Linked DNA regions of Mus musculus: region 2 is linked to region 1. A link is a contact called in public HiChIP or PLAC-seq data. All regions are on one chromosome and are shown on one strand. The core of a region is the stretch at or near the end of the contact, and the rest is flanking DNA. Distances in the headings are between cores, read along the strand shown. Region 1 overlaps Dapp1 (dual adaptor for phosphotyrosine and 3-phosphoinositides 1). Region 2 holds the start of 1110002E22Rik (RIKEN cDNA 1110002E22 gene).

Region 1 (5,363 bases), core at 1,452-3,951:
CTGGACATGCAGCAAAAGCTCTATGCTAATAATGACCCTGGGGGGGGGGGGCTATTGGATGACTGTGGCAGCACTTTCACAAACCCAGGAAGCCTTGCTCTCCCCTCTCTCCTTTCTGTTCCTGACCTCCTTGCACACTTGGGATGGTAGTCACTACATCCCAGATGCTGTTCCTCGCTCCTTTGCGTCTAGTTCAGCCATTTTGGTTTATTTGGGTTTGGGTTTTGTTATTAATTAAGTCTTCCTCTCCCCTTCCCTCTCCATCTTTCCCTCCCTCCATTTCCCCCCTCTCTTCCCCCCTCTTCTTTCTTCTTCGGTTTTGGGGTCCAAACTCAGGTTTTCATGCTTTCAAAGCATGTATTTTACCAACTACACTAGCTTCCCAATCTGGGAAATACTTTTACTCTCTTAGCTGTTTCTCAATCAGGGAGGAGGGGAGAGGAGAGAGGGAGAAGGAGGGGCAGTGGAAGGAAGGAAAGAAGGAAGGAAGGGAGGGAGGGAGGGAGGGAGGGAGGGAGGGAGGGAGGGAGGGAGGAAGGAAGGAAGGAAGGAAGGAAGGAAGGAAGGAAGGAAGGAAGGAAGGAAGGAAGGAAGGATGGATGGGAGAAGTCAGGTATAGTAGTGTATCTTTTCGATTCTGTTGCTATGGAAACAGGCACTGCTTACTGGCTAACCAGCCTAGTCTATTTGGTGAATTGTAAGCCAGAGATGGATACTGTCTGAGGAACAATAACCAAGACTGGCCTCTGGTCTCCACATGCACACAAAGATATACACATGCACTTGCACATATAAGCATGCCTGCACACATGTAAATGTTTATGCATGCACATACACAAACAAACACAAAAAGGTACTTCTCTAAACAACTGTTGACAGGCTTCAGTGAGCTCAAAAGCAAAGAGTTTAACATATTGTTTATCCTCTTCTTAGACATGGACCCTTCGGTATTCACTTTCTATGCTATATAACAAGTCACCAAAAATTTGTCATGGCTTAAAACAACACAAATTGACCGTGCCACTGTTCCTGCATACATTAAAATCCGGGCCTCTATTCAAATTCTGCCAGCCTGACTTAAAGATGTTTTCAGCAGCAGCTGGGGCTCTTGACAGAAACGCAGAACCCCTGCATCACTTCCTCCTTTCCTTACCTAGTTTGCTTGTCTTTCATTTCCCTGCTGTGGTAGCACCAGGGTCCCTGTTCCCCTAGCTGTCAATCAGGGAGGGAGCAGTGTCAACTGACAGATGCCACTGTGATCCGTGCTGTGTGGCCTGCATGCGTAATACACATGGCACGACTGTCTGCTGCCTTCCTGCCAGCCAGAGCACCTCTCTACCCTCTCCTGTGTCAGAGAGTTCCGTTCCACGGAGCTCACATGAAGAGGTCAGGCCCACAAGAGACTCTTCGTGTTTTTAAGGTGAACCAATTTGGAGACTTAACAATGCACTAAATCTCTTCACAACTCCATCTTGACTAGTTCTTACCTGGGTAATTGGAACAGTGCTATACATTGGAGTTGGGGTCGGAGCGTCTATGAGTTCTGCCTGGCATAACTTCCATTCTCTGGCAGTGAGTCTACATGCGTTTTTTAGAAGGAGAGATAGGTACAGAATAGGAAACAAATTAGGTAGCCAAAGGGAGAAAAATTATATCTAGTAACATTTGGAGTCACCCTGACAAGTCTTATTTATAAATTTTCTAAATAGGGCTAGGCAGTAATAGCTAAGTCTATGCAAGATAAAAATAACTGAGTTGAACTCCCAGAACCCATGTAGAAAACTAGGAATGTTGGTATGTGCTCATAATCCTGATGCTAGAAAGGAGAACACGGAGGTATCCCTGGGGCTCACTGGCCACACAGAACTTGCTGAATTGATGAACCCCAGGTTCAGTGAGAGTCCTTGCCAAAAAAAAAAAAAAATCCATGGAGAAGATTCCTGACAAATGATACCTGAGGTTAACCCCTGGCTTCCACAACCATGTGCATACATGTGCACGTGTGCTTATACACACATGTACCTGCACATGTGAGAACACAGGTACTTACACTGCGTGTCAGGTAGATCACAGATGGTAACTAAAGTTTTATCTACATGTGACTCATCTGAGCATAAGCTATTTATGAATAGACTGCATGTATTTCACCTTCATGAAAAATTAAAATAAATATCACTGGTTTTCATTACAAATACTTGGTAACATTTGGAGCAGGGGGAAGCTACCATCAGAGGTGACAGGATCCATAGGCCAGTTGTTTAGAGTTATGGTTATTTTTATTCATTTATTTGTCCATTTCCTTAATAATAGACCTTTGAAAGCGTGCATCTTGGACCAGCCATCGTAACTCGATGACCTTGTTGGGAAGAAGTCTAGTCTCATAGGGCCACTAAGACCCAAATCTTGCTACAAAGCAAAGTGTAGCAATCGCTTAAAAGAAGGCAAGTTTTTGAGCAAGAAATTAAAAGGCACTCAACATAAGGCAGAATTATCATGAGGTAGAAGTTTCAGGAAGACTCAAGGTTGTTTACCAATGGGAAGGGCCAATTGTAGGTAAGGAGCAAGGATGGAAAAAACTCTTCCTAGAGGAACAGCAGGTCCAGATGGACAGGGGCCCTGAAGCTGGCGCCCCAGATCAGCAACATCCACTGAGGTGAGAGTCTGTTAAAAACCTTCCACCTGCTGAGTCATCGTCTGGGCATGAGACCCAGCAACCTGGCTCTTCAGACCTTACTGTTGACTCTGATACATTCTGAAGTTGGGGTGTTGGCCACAGAGTGGGAGGTGAGACTAGGGAGAAGAGAAATGAACAAATGAAGTGAGCAGGAGAGATTTTATACAACGTTTTTCATCTTGAAGATGAAGTGGAAAATGACAGCCTTGGAAATGTGACACTCTATTCCGTAGATAATCATGCAGGCAGGCAAGGGAGAAGACTAGGGTCATGTGACTCACCGACAGAAGCAGGCTTCTGACTGATTCCCAGACTAGGGAGGAAGGCCAAGGACACACACGTCCTGCCTGTCACCTCTGTCTCTGAATTCATGGCCTTTATGGACGTTAATATTCAAGAACCTTTGCCGTCAGTGGAAGAGAAGGCAGGGGAACTGTCTCATGTCTTCAAGTAGAGTGAAAACCTGAGAGTATTCCCTGACAGAAGACACACGTGACAGCCTCTAAAGTGCTTGGCGATTTTGATGGCTGTGTGTTCCGCATCGTCAAAGGCTTATTTATGGTGATGCTAACACATTGCTATATTTACCTTCAAAAAGAATTGTCATTTGTTAAATAATATTCTTCTTTTCTTTCAGAGCCAAAGACTCTGTCAAACACTTTCATGTTGAATATACTGGGTACTCGTTTAAATTCGGCTTTAATGAGTATTCATCTCTAAAGGATTTTGTCAAGCATTTTGCAAATCAGCCTTTGATTGGAAGCGAGACAGGTAAGCTGTCTAAATACCTGGCTTATTAATATGGTTATTAATACATATTTCTGCATGAGGATCTGCTTGGAGTCTGGTGACTTCTGCTGGGGCTGAGAACATTGCATGGTGAGAGATAGGGAAGGAATACATCAAACACGGAGCCCTGGCCACAGCCACAAGCTCACCTGGAACTTGTGACCCTCTCGTCTCAGCCTCAGAAGCTCTGAATTATGGGATATGGGACATGAAAAGCTCACACAGACAGACAGAGCTTCATATAAGTTTGAGGCTACAGTCTGATCCACATAGTTAGTTCCATAGCTAGTCAGGTCTATATAGTGAGACCATAAATAAATAAATAAATAAATAAATAAATAAATAAATAAGACAGAGAGGGAGAGAGGGAAAGAGAGAATTTCTTTAGAATGTTCTCTTTTATAATACATAAAGAAAAGAAAACACAAGCCAATTCACAATCATTTCAGGCCTGACAGGAAACTCTGCTTGTAACACAAAACTGATAGGTTTAGAAACATCTCTGTGTGTGTGTGTGTGTGTGTGTGTGTGTGTGTGTGTGTGTGTGTGTGTAGGTGAGACCCTGAGAACTTAATCAGGAACATTTTCAAAGGTAAACTTCACACGAAATGCCCACAGCAACCAAGTGCTCAATATTGAAAATGTTGGCTAGAAGACATTTTTATGAGCAATAATAATAATAATAATAATAATAATAATAGTACCCTTAGTTTATTACAAAGTTTCACCCAGGCAGTGGTGGCGCATGCCTTTAATCCCAGCACTTGGGAGGCAGAGGCAGGTGGATTTCTGAGTTTGAGGCCAGCCTGGTTTACAAAGTGAGTTCCAGGACAGCCAGGGCTACACAGAGAAACCCTGTCTCCGAAAACAAAAACAAAAACAAAAAAAAACCCCAAAACAAACAAACAAAACAAAACAAAAACCCAAAGTTTTAGGCCTATAGCTTGGTATGGACTTGAAATTTCTCATTTCAGTCGTTAGTCAAAGTGGAAGACATATATATATAATCTCTATATATATATATTAGAGAGAGAGAGAGAGAGAGAGAGAGAGAGAGAGAGAGATCAAACACCACATTTTGTCAGCCCACATCCCACTGGTATAACCACTATGGATACTTGAGCTAAGGGAGAATACAGGTAGGGAAGTAAGTTTATTTTGTCTGATGGCATCTGCAGTTTTAGGCCATGACCCCTTACCCCCTTGTCACCATGATGAGAGTACACAGCAGTGAGAACCACTCAGCAGATGAACAGGAAGCAAAGAAGATGGAGTTGGGGTGGGGCTTATCCCTGTTTTACTATCCCCTTCAATGTCACACCACCAATGACCTAACTTTTTCACACTGTTCCTACCTTCTCATAAGACCAAGCAGGCGGTCACATCCCTTTAGCACATGGACCTTTGATGGACATTCTCTATACATACTGAAGCACACACTATGCTGGCCCTTGAGTTTTCTAACTTGTTTGTCTATAATCTATAAAGTAAAGGGTCACCTCTGAATTTATGGTTTAGAATTCTAGCCTTATTTGCTTTAAATGATAAAAAAAAATCTGTTTATCAACAATGGGAAGACTGCAAGAATCTATAGCCCGAGAGATGGTGCCACAGCTAATTGCCATGAATCTGTACATTTTTCTTGTAATATCTGGAGTGATCTTTCTGCTCATCAGTGTGGCGGGGTGAGCTGGCATCACTGATCACTGCTGTTGCCACTTATGTCACTGGGACAGACCCCAGTATGAGTCAGTGTCTGGCACACAGATGAACAACTCACAGGAGCCACACACTGGCTGCTCACAAAAAGACGAGGTTTGAGGTAAAATGTTCTGAGTGTGAACCTAAAGCTGTCAATCTGTCAATTTCCAGGATGGAAATCCTCACAATCAGCCCTGAC
Region 2 (5,501 bases), core at 2,203-4,702, 100 kb before region 1:
TGGTGGCAGTTTCAGGGTCTGGGGACTCTCCCTTCGGAGTCCAGCTGAAGCACACGTCTCCACATACTTGGCTTCAGGCAGGGTAGAGGCTGACGGCTCAGGTAGTGGCCGCAGCTGCTGCCTGGGCTCCGGGCTGTCTTGTGGTCGGCTCACCGGGTCCTCCGCAGGCGTCAGGCTGGTCTGTGAGTTCATGTCAGACGTACCGCCTTCCATTCTGAGCCCTTGTCCAGGTTTCAGAGACAAGATGAGGCAGTGGTGAGCGCTGGGGCTGTCCTGGGTCCCCCTCTGGTCCCGGAGGGGCCACAGAGTGGCCTGAAACAGGTTCCCACGTGCTTGGGCTGGCCCCAAGGCTGTAGGTACCACTGCCACAGTTGCCACCACCGCCCAGTTCTTCAGCCCCTGTGGTGGGGCCTCGGCAAGCCAGAGGGAGGTGGGAGGGCTCCCAAAAGAGGCAGCAGAGGTGGTCTGTAGCCAGGGGGCTGCGGCTCTGGCCGCGATTGTGGCCAGTGTCCTGCTGCTGAGCTGTCCAGTCCAGTTGCTTGTCTGACAGCGTCGGTGGGTGGGGGTCTGAATGCCATTAGCCAGCGACGAAGCAGCATCTGTAGGTCGGACAGGGGTCTGCCAGAAATGAACGGAAAGCATGTGCTGTCCCTTGTACAGCTTTGTCGCTCTCCTGGATGGGGAGATAGAGGGTCACGTCATTCCAGAAATATTTTTAGTGTCCATTCCCTAGTCATATCGAAACTACACTTGAGGGTAAAAAGAAGAGATGCGGAGAGGAGGCGGGGTGGGGGAGGAATGTGGCTTCTGATTCAAATCAGCCAAATGTTCATTGTAATCTGTTTTAGAGGCGTCTAGCAAGCGCACAATTACCCTTCGCTGGCTGCCATCTTTCCCCAGCCTCTGATTAAATGAATTTTCTCTCCTTGTTCAAAATTCAAATTTTTTCACGGTACTTCAAATCCATTAAGGAAACTCCAGAAATATTTCAAGTCCCACTTGTGCATATGGTAATTTTATAGTTGCCTCATTTGCATTGTCTTTCCCTCTTTGGAGAGCAAAATCAGATGAGGGATGGTCATAGAAGCTTTCACAGGACAAGAATATTTCGTCATCCTTCCCTTTGGCCAGACTTATACTCTGTGAAACATAACCTATTTGTTTCAAATTGGGAAAACAAAAAACAAACAAAAAAAACAGAAAACAAACAAACAAAAAAAAAAACCCAACAACAACAACAAAAAAACCAAACCTCTTCTAAAATCCTTGCTGTGTTTACTCAAAGCTTAAAGGGGGAATTTCCCGAGACCTAAAAGCTCCTTAAATAAATTTAAGCTACAGGCATTCTGAAGGAATACAGAAAGACAATATGGACAATACTTCAAATCCCTACAGTGACTACTCAAGCTCAAAACCGTTCCTAAACTTGTAAACGCACTACAAGACAATAAGTCATGTTAAATATAGCCTTAGCTACAGCTCAGCGATTGGGTTCCCCTGGCTGCACGCCAGCTCTGCAGGGCAGAGAGTCAAAACGCAGGAAAGAACAAGGAATATGCTTACCCTCCCTGAGTACAGTGCGGCTTGGAGGGAGGTTCAGAGAGGAAATGTGAGCCTCTGGCATGCCCCTGAAAATACGGCCAAAATCCCAGTTCACCCGCTCTGAGATAGATTCATTCCAAACAAGTCAAGATCTGGACAGGCAGATTTGCCAAGGCAACAGAGGGGTCAGTGCTAGCAACCTTTGGGGCGATTCCCCGGGCATGGTCCATGGAAAACCACGACTAGGTTTTGGTGAGACCTGGCCCTCATCATCTGCCAGGCCCAAGTCCACCTCTATACATAGTCTGTGTGTCACCTATGCCGATTGGATAAAGCCCTATTTTAAACATCCACATTTGTGGAAAGGAAAATAACACCGCCAACCATCCCCTTTTGACATGAATGCCATCCCCACGCTGAAAAGGGTTCCTTCCTCTGAGTAGGCATGTGCGTAAGTGAGAAGTAGTCACCCCTGACAACTGCAGCGTCTACCTTCTCTCCCTGTAGGCATCCCAACCCCACCATTCTCCCTAGGACAAGCCCTCTGCCCTCTCTACTGCCACTAAAACGTGCCCAGAAGAGACTGAAAACATCTGGAATAAAGCAATGGTTATTAAGCCATAACTCAGGGTCATGGGAAAGAAAAAGAAATACCTTCCAAATCTTAGTTTCTTAATTAGTAAGTACAACTAACTAGGAACATTTTTAACATTTACGCACATATTAATGATTGAATTCTGGTAAGAACCACATGAATTAAGTACAATTACTATACTGATTTTATAGACGGGGAACCTGAGACACAGAGGTAGGGCATGATTCAAACCTAGGCAGTCCAGCTGGAGACCTTTACGGTTACGATAGGCAATCAAGGTGGGTCCCCACAGTCAAGGTGGGTCCCCACAAAACCATTCAGAGTTGTTACCCCGTCAACTATCAAATCTGCATGACCACAAATAATCTATGTAACTGGTTGAGGTTTGTTTGTTTGTTTTTATTTCAGATATTCAACCCGAGAACACTTTATGGACTTGGGGGGCTAAGGAACACGATTCTGTTAATAAAATGGATTAAATATAGTCCCCTTCTCTCAGGCAAGCAGACTTTTGAGCTCGCCATTTTTACTTTTCTTTGAGGCTGACCATGCCTTGGGCAGTAAGAAAGCCCTGGAGATAGTCCAAGACAGTGTGAGACACATGTGCTTCCTGGCTAATCAAGAGGCGAGAGTTTCTGTATAGTCCAAGGAAGAATCACTCTAGCGCTGTCATATGGCCCTGTCTGTCATCGCAACACAACAGATTTTTTTTCTTGAGTTTCTTCCTGTGGTTAGCAAAATATAAAACTGAAAGTTCTGACACACAGGGTATATGGTAATGTTCTCTCTCTCTCTCTCCCTCTCTCTCTCTCTCTCTCTCCCTCTTCCCCTTCTTCTTTCTTCCTTTCCTTTCCTTTCCTTTCCTTTTCTTGCTTGCTTTCTCCCTGTCTTCCTTCCTTTCTTCCTTCCTTCCTTCCTTCCTTCCTTTCTCTCTCTCTCTCTCTCTCCCTCTCTCTTCCTTCCTTCCTTCCTTCCTTTCTTTCTTTCTTTCTTTCTTTCTTTCTTTCTTCCTTTCTTTCTGTGTTTTCAAGGCTGGCCTCGAACTCAGATATCCACCTGCCTCGGCCTCCCCCAGTGCTAGGATTAAAGGTCCCAGACTACAACTGGTCACCATAATTTCTTAATACCCAAAGTTCCGCAAAACCTCCTGAGGTCTCCCCTCTCTGAGAACCCAGCCCTGGCCAAGCTCCCCACCTCCCCCCAACCCCCTCCCCCACAATCAGACACAGCCTGGTTCGGTTCTAACGTGGGTTCTTACCTTCAGAATAGGTGTGTGGCTCCTTCAAGGATTTCCAGCTAAACAATGCCAGTGTCGATATGGTGGTAGTGGGGGTTCCTTCATATAAAGTCAATTTCCAAAAGGTTTTTTTTTTTTTAAGTCAAACCAAAAATTCCCTTTGTGGTTTAAAATCAAATAAGCTGAAACACCATAGTAGGGCTGACTATTAAAAGAAAAGAAATGTATAAATAGAAAAACAGCAGCCAACTTTAGGGTAAAGAAGACAATTAAGGACTCCACACGGTTTCCCTTCTGGTGTTTTTCAGAGTTCTGGGTTAGTTTATGGTACCATGAAAAGGGGTGGTCTGAGATCTAGTGGAGTAGCTTGGAGTCATGGGTAGCTACCGTGTCCTTCATTCTTACAGGTGGGTAGCCACCGTGCCTTTTATTCTTACAGATGACTCTGATCACTTTTTTACAGATGAACTCAGTGGTTGCCTGCCTGACCTCAGGTGTTGAGCAATTGATGTGACTAATATTGCCAGTATTAACCCATGGTGAGCAGGCACGCGTGGTTAGACAGGCAAGGTATGCCCTGTTGATAACTTTATATGGGAACTCCAGGAGCAACAAAGGAAGTGACTCAGCGTTGTTACATTTCTCTCTGAGGAGAAAGTCTCTTAGCTTTCCTTGAAGGGTTTCTGAGATAGTTCAGTGTATGTAAAACCTTAACATGACTTAAGAAGTGAAGAACGAAGGCCAGACCACCCACCAGCTGATTAAAGGTCATGCTTATATTTTGGGTCTCCAAATCTGGCATAATAAGATAACTAAGTGTGCTATTCAAGAGAAGAAACCGTTCACAGAAGGCAAACCTTAGACTGGAAACGAAGAGATGTATTAGGTTAAACTTAACCTCAGAGTCAATGCCAAACCCTTGGCCAACCACAAACATTCTTAGTTTGTCTGGGGCACAGCAGGGAAGAGACAGTGGTGCTTTATATTGAGTTGAAGGTCTTTCCATAAAGATGTGTATCGCTCTCAGCACACACTTATGTGAAGAAGGCTTTTCTGGGGACCACTGCCTAAGACCTAGGACGTGGCTAGCACCTTTCCAAGCCTAGGGATGGACATGTGAAAGTTGGCATCTGAAAGAAGGTGCCCTATCATACTATTTAATGTACTAAAAGGTACGTGGTTATTGAAATAAGCCCTCCATAATCATATGACTAAAAAGTAGTTATTGTTTCCACTTTATGGACTGAAAAAAAAAAGCGAGGCTAAGTAAAAGCTTGTGCCTCTGTAGGGCTTTTCACCATTTTTCCCAATAATCAAATGCTGCAGCCCTGGTTAAAATTGGGTGTGAGGTGGACCCAACCAACCTTAAGTAGTTAATTGAGTACAAGTCTATGAGGTGTATGGGGGGGGGGGGTGTCACAGGACCATACCCATCGCAGGCTAATTAAGCTGTCTCATAGCCTTTAGCCAACTGCCCGCCTCCGGGACCAGCTGGTCCAAAGACATGGAGAAGCAGGATTAGGAGCCAGCTATCCCTGTGAAGGGGAAAACAGCATGTACGGTGGGAGGGCGAGCCCGGCATGGTGTCATGGGGCCACACACACTCTAGATGCAACCCCTTAGCTATGCCCTTAAAACTTGGAAGGACAGGAAGGGACAGTTCACCACCAGAAATAAACCCTTAGTAAGCAGCCCTTGAGCCTGCCCACAAGCTCAGATATGGAGTGGAGTGGTTGTTCACTTTGCGGCTTGAGCCAGGAGGCACGCATATCAGGGAACTCATCTTCTCTGGCTGCCGCCCTCCTCTTCTTCTTGTGGTTTGAACTCCTCTTGGGCCTTTTTCAACCCCTTTCTCTTCTGTTATTCCTCCACGTCCCTGATGTTTTATGTCCGGCAGTTGGGGCTGTCTGGCCTTCCTCGTGGGGGAGCTGTGGGGGTGTCAATGTTTTAGATATGACTATATAGAGAAAAATGGCCCTTGAGGACCACCCTCAGGTGGAATCTTTAACACAACTTAAAATAGACTTACTCTAAATCTGGGTCCATCTTATCTGTGGCCTGTCAGTCATCCTATTGTATGTTAAGAGAGAAGGGAGGCGGTGGCATGGGGTTTCCCAGTCTAGGGTA

Evidence for each region. HiChIP or PLAC-seq counts read pairs in DNA pulled down with a chosen protein or histone mark.
Region 2: an H3K27ac HiChIP or PLAC-seq map of heart atrium shows a contact between it and region 1, with 7 read pairs. The contact joins the promoter of 1110002E22Rik here to the enhancer-like site in region 1. A contact is called at or near these places in 3 of 39 promoter capture datasets (hippocampal neurons and liver), 1 of 15 datasets of contacts at CTCF or cohesin (the NIH/3T3 cell line), 3 of 115 datasets of contacts at active chromatin or transcription factors (CD8 T cells, astrocytes and heart atrium) and 2 of 9 other capture datasets (adipose tissue and pancreatic islet).

What each region holds. Positions count from the first base shown.
Region 1 is chr3:137,959,524-137,964,886 of GRCm38.p6, reverse strand. Dapp1 (dual adaptor for phosphotyrosine and 3-phosphoinositides 1) reads left to right here. Exons shown (of 9, transcript NM_011932.3): 3 at 3,312-3,445. All of the region lies in intron 2 of Gm19708 (a long non-coding RNA gene), which reads right to left. Among named protein-coding and RNA genes, the nearest start is that of Gm19708, 18 kb to the right of the region's middle. Within about 2 kb of position 2,701, at least 66 of the 459 cell types and tissues checked have an H3K27ac peak or open chromatin away from gene starts, as enhancers often do. A contact at or near this core is called in heart atrium and pancreatic islet, where this site is marked.
Region 2 is chr3:138,060,193-138,065,693 of GRCm38.p6, reverse strand. It overlaps 1110002E22Rik (RIKEN cDNA 1110002E22 gene), which reads right to left and starts at 3,452. Exons shown (of 3, transcript NM_001370862.1): 1 at 3,396-3,452; 2 at 1-673. The coding sequence starts at 642. The region is part of intron 1 of Gm5105 (predicted gene 5105); the gene reads left to right.